Regions from separate parts of the Gossypium hirsutum genome. Here region 1 is linked to region 2. The links are chromatin contacts, called in public Hi-C maps. All regions are on one chromosome and are shown on one strand. The core of a region is the stretch at or near the end of the contact, and the rest is flanking DNA. Distances in the headings are between cores, read along the strand shown.

Region 1 (3,046 bases), core at 234-2,733, 210 kb after region 2:
CCCATTTTCAAAATACCCTCTCAATTTTAAAAGAGGTTTCGACAGTATGAATAATGAAACTAATGATTTGGTAATCTAAGTGAATACTTAATAGGTGAGTAACTAACTAACAAATGGTAATCACCTTAAGTGTGTTAAGTGGTTAATTAATTGAAACAGTAATTGTATTCCTTAAGTCTTAGTGAATGAATCAATAAGTGAAGGGACTAAATTCTCATTAGTAAGTAGCAAAATTAATTTTGAACTCCATAATTCATAAAATGACTTGGCATTAATATGATATATGGTTAAGTAAGAAATTTTAGTGTACTCACTAAGTTTTTCGAGCTTAACGCACTAGTGATTTAAATGTGTAGGTGGAAGACCTTTTTCTGTGAAGCTAGAGATCATGTCTTTGAAGGATCACATTCTTGAGTAAGGTTTGAAGGACTTAGAGAATTTAGTTTTGTATTCCTATTAAAAGAGTTTGAAATATTATGTACATATACTAAGTGTATTTATATTAAGTTTGTAAGTTTTGAAAAGTTTTCATTATATGTATCATGCTTTTAACATTTTCAAGATAAGTTATGGCGTTGATTTAATTTGACTATATTTTTAAAATGAATTTGTGTTCAAATTAGTGCTTGTAATGTTTTAAAATGAATTGGAACTTAATGGTATGATTTCTTGATGTTTGGGGATGTTATAAAGTGTTTTCAAACTAATTTTTAGGTCCTCTACACCCATGTATTGATACTTAGGGGTTTGGTATTGGTACTTGCAAGCCAATAGTTAAGAAATTGCAAGCCAACTATCAAGACTTGCTCTACTATACTTGCACAACTTGTGTTTCTAATCATTTTAGGCTCCAAAACCTAGTTTTATGTTTTGGAATTAGGAAATGATCCAAATTATTTTAAAAATGTGTTTAAAGCTTTGCATATGTTTAAAATTGTTTTAAGATATTTTATTAAGTTGTGAAATTGATGTATTATAAAAAAAATTGTAAAAACAAAAAGATTGTTAACATGACATCACCTATATATATTAGTTGTTGAATCGGGTAAGAAGTGTTACATTTACTCATTCTAATTCAAGTCAGACTTACTTTTTCTCCACCTTACAAAATACTACCTTTTGTTGAGCTTAGTGTTACAAAATTTGCTACAAATTTTTTTTTATCTTTTCCCGATACGTTCTATTTACTTATTCACAATGCTTTCACTGAATTCTCTTCAATAGTACAAATGCTTTATTGTAAATCATTTCACTATTTTAAATTTTTCATTAATTAACTAAAACTTAAAAAGAAACTCGGAATTTTGTCTCATATAAATCATCAAATTAAGATTCTCAAAATAATTATTTTTATTTAAAACATTGAGCTCAAATTCATTATTTAATTTTTTAAAATAAATTAATATCAGTATCTTTTTACCCATATCAGTGATTTGGCCTAAGAAAATCATAATTTAATACGATACATGCATAAATTTGACTAGAAGTAGAATCTTAGCCTGTAAAGAATAAAAATTGACTAGGACCGGACCGGACCGGACCGAACACAACAATAAATCCATTTAATTACAACTTATGGAAACGCAGCATATAAAACGGGCAGAGGTAGGGTTTTAGCTGGTGCAGTGGCTGTGAGCGTAAGACGAAAGAGAGCAATTGAAACAGTTCTTTGCGCCGCTCAGCCAACATGGGTAACTTCGATCTTTACCTCCTTCCTTTTCTTACTTCCTAACTCTAAAAACTTGTGCCTTCATTTTCTCTTTACTATCATCTCCTCAATATGAGTTCTTTTTAATCTTTGACTCAGGTATTTCCAGGGATTCCATGCACAAGAGGCGTGCCACTGGTGGCAAGAAGAAGGCTTGGAGGAAGAAGCGAAAGTATTTTCTTCTTAACTTCTCTACCCATTTCCTTTTTCCTTTTTTTACATTTTCGTTTGTTTTTGCTCGATTTGTTCTCTTTTGTTTCTTTTTTGTTCTTGTTTTCTTAAAAGTTAATCTGCTAAATGAATTACAATGAGAATACCCTTTCCTTAAACTTTATGCAAATGAGATAAGATGGATGGAATTTTTGGTCTTTCTTATGGATATTGAATGCTGAATTAGTTAGATTTGTTTTAGTTTTGGGTATTAGGTCATTCAAAAGTTTTTGATCATGGGTATTATAGATTGAGTGGGTATAGAAAAGAAATATGGAGTTAGCTTTAAGTTCAGTTCGTTATTAGAAACTGTAAAGAGCGTCTTCATTCAGGAGCTGTATAAGCTAATTTATGAGATTTATTTCTAAATGATAGTGTTAGGCAGGGTTGCTTGCCCTTTCTCAGGGGTGTGGTGTAATTAGATAGACCTTAGGTTACATTGGACTCCAAATTGATACAGGTATATGTTTATACATGGAAGGTTTATGTGCGTGTCTTGGGTGTTGCAATGGTCATCATGGAGGGTCTAATGTTTGACCTCTTTCTTGAAGGTGGAACTGAGAGGTCTGTTGTTTGAGTTTGTTGGGGAGTGCATAGGGTTGAATTCTTTTGGGAATAGTCTCATTCAGTTTGTATTTTGTTGATTTGCTTTTATCTAAGTTGCTAATTTTTATGTTTTTGGTGGCTTTTGAAAGGTATGAACTTGGTCGTCAGCCAGCAAATACTAAGCTCTCTAGCAACAAGACTGTAAGGAGAATCCGTGTTAGAGGAGGCAATGTGAAGTGGAGGGCATTGAGATTGGATACAGGCAACTATTCATGGGGTAGCGAAGCCGTCACCCGCAAGACCCGTATTCTTGATGTGGTATATAATGCCTCAAACAATGAGCTTGTCAGGACACAGACCCTCGTAAAGAGTGCTATTGTTCAAGTGGATGCTGCTCCCTTTAAGCAATGGTACCTTCAACACTATGGTGTTGATATTGGGAGGAAGAAGAAGACAGCAGCTAAGAAGGAAGCTACTGAGGTAGGAAGATTTCAAATGATTCCTTTTTCTTCTCAAAATTATTGGTTGCAGTTTAAGTTCCAACTGTTTAAACCCTGCATGGGTTTGTTTAAATATTGTTCT
Region 2 (2,850 bases), core at 298-2,797:
TTAGTGTCGTCTTTTTTACTCTCTCCACCTTTTAAATATATATTTAACACATATCATTTGGTAATTATGATTTCATGATTAAATAAAAAAAATTATGATGTCGCCTCCTTCAAACCCTTCACTTGTGTACACTATTGAAAATATAACAGTTTAATAAATAATGGTATTAACATACCATTTACGTATTTAAATATTAATTTTGTATTATCACATTAAAAAAACCCAAGCAATTACATAATAAAAATAGAATAATGAAATGGAAGAAAATTTGAAATATAACCAAAATATTACACTTTCCTTTTAAATCTGCCATTCATATAAAAACCAATATATATAAAATAACATTTTCTATAAATATATTTTTACACCATTTTTATTTCCTCTTACATTTAGTGGATTAATATTTTCTTTTTTCTATATAATCTTATATTTTCATCTATTTTATATGATTAATATATTTCTATTTTATTTATTTCCTTTTTATATTATTTTTCTATTTCATTTGCATTTAGAATTTTGATTAAAAAAAAGTAACGAAATATAAATTTTAAAAACACGAATCGAGTTGCGCCATACATATGAAAGAATACAAAATAATGATGTATTTGGCAAATCAAATCCCATGGTCTAATAAGGAACCTTTTGGATTTGTTGATAATTTTTTGAAAGATTTCTTCAAAAATGTTTCATTAACTCCTCATTTATATCAAGTAGATTTGATTGTTGTGAGAATTCTTAATTCATGAGTTGTAGGTGTACTTGTTGTATTTGCTTCTGGTTGGTTGAGTAATAAAAAAAATTGTATTTTCTAGTACATGTTTATAGATTGGATTAGTTTTTCTAGTGTGTATCATTGATTCTCTTATTTCTTGAATCTATCCATTTTGGATATGAAAATGACTCCTCTCACGAATTTTTCAGATTTTGAAACACATTCAATGATATAAAAGTATAAGTTGTCAAAAAGAAAATAATAATAACCGTAATAATAAATTAGAGATGGGGGATCAGTCAAACTTCTGTAATCTGTAATGTAACTTGAATGAAATAAATAGAATTTGAAATATGAATGAAAATAAAATAATAAAATCAAAATCATAATAAAAAATAAATTCTAAATTATTAAATTTTCTATTTAAATTAAATTAAATAATAAATTCTAAATATACTAAATCTAAATAATAACTAAATAAAAATAACAATTTAAATAATATTTAAATCAAATAGTAATAATATATATAATAATATTATAAGAATAGTATAATAATAGATAGAATATAATATACAAATATAGATTTCTAAATTGAAATATATTAATATAAATATTATTAATTACTTAATATTAATAACAAATAACAATAATTAATAATTAATAATAACTTATAATTTGATTAATTAATATGTATTTGAATTGTTATATAATTTCGATTCTTAATTGGTTTAGAAGTACCTTTAACTGAAGAAATTATTTATCCTATCTCTCATCTGAATATAATCTTATTCAGATTAAAAATAATCTTAAAATAAAACCTCACTAACAATAATAATTTCATCTTTCAAGAAAATCATTCAAAATTCGTATACAAATGTCCACTACCCCGTCCTAATTAAATTGGTTGCATATAATTTCATACAACACACTGATCAACGATGGAATCTTTCTTTCCTTGACCTTCTTTTCTCTGATATGTTACTGTCCCCAACTCCCTCATTATTTTAACAAGGCGGCTATCGTTTACCAGATTTTTAGCCAACAGAAAATCCTCAGGAACAAGCTTCTGATCGACGATGTTGAAGATGGGTCTTCTTTCTCTCTTTTTTCACTTTCTTTTCCTCTCCATTTCCAGTAAGAGCTCTCTCTAAACGCCCAAAATGGAACACTCATTTTTACATTTTTTTTGTGGGGGACTCTAATGTATCTTCCTTCATCTGGTTTTTTGGTTGTTTTGATCTTTGGTTTTCAGGCGGTGAGATCTCAAGCCAAGTGGGAATAAACTACGGTCAGCTTGGGGACAATCTACCATCTCCGGAAAAGTCAGTTAAGCTAATCCAATCCATTGGAGCTAAACGCGTCAAAATCTACGATGCAAATCCCGACATCCTTAATGCTCTCAGAGGCACAGATCTTCAAGTCTCGATCATGGTCCCAAACCAACACTTAACCAACATCTCCACAAACCAAAAACTAGCTGATTCTTGGATTCAATCCAACGTTCTCCCTTTTTATCCCAAAGTCAAAATCCGATACTTCCTCGTCGGCAACGAAGTCATCAGCAGTTCCCCCAAAGAAATTTGGTACAGCATCGTACCAGCCATGCGTAAAATAAAAAATGCCTTAAACACCCACAGGCTCAACAAAATCAAAGTTGGCACCTCAATGGCAATGGATGTCCTGGAATCATCATTTCCACCATCCAACGGCACGTTCCGGTCTGACATAGCCTATCCGATAGTTAAACCAATGTTGCAGTTTTTAAGCCGGACCAAGTCTTTCTATTTCCTCGATGTTTACCCTTATTTCCCTTGGTTCACCGACTCCAATAACATTAACCTCGATTACGCGCTTTTCGAATCCCGAACGATAAAATACACCGACCCGGTTTCCAATCTAACCTACAGTAATTTGTTTGACCAGATGGTTGACTCCGTTATTTTCGCAATGGAAAAACTCGGGTATCCGGATGTTCGGATCTGGATAGCGGAAACAGGTTGGCCCAATGCCGGCGATATCGATCAAATAGGAGCCAACATTTACAATGCCGCTACTTACAACAGAAATGTTATCAAGAAACTAACTGCCAAGCCTCCAGTTGGAACTCCGGCCCGACCGGGACGGGTTCTACCGTCTTT

Evidence for each region. A called contact is a pair of places that touch in the nucleus more often than the background predicts.
Region 1: a contact with region 2 is called in a Hi-C map of leaf, with 4 times the contacts expected there. The contact joins the promoter of LOC107952710 here to the promoter of LOC107952709 in region 2. A contact is called at or near these places in 11 of 34 Hi-C or Micro-C datasets (callus, cotyledon, fibers and 2 more).

The regions. Positions count from the first base shown.
Region 1 is chrA07:48,636,744-48,639,789 of Gossypium_hirsutum_v2.1, forward strand. It overlaps LOC107952710 (40S ribosomal protein S8), which reads left to right and starts at 1,484. Exons shown (of 5, transcript XM_016887872.2): 1 at 1,484-1,691; 2 at 1,808-1,880; 3 at 2,614-2,944. The coding sequence starts at 1,688.
Region 2 is chrA07:48,425,857-48,428,706 of Gossypium_hirsutum_v2.1, forward strand. It overlaps LOC107952709 (probable glucan endo-1,3-beta-glucosidase A6), which reads left to right and starts at 1,548. Exons shown (of 3, transcript XM_016887870.2): 1 at 1,548-1,846; 2 at 1,965-2,850. The coding sequence starts at 1,789.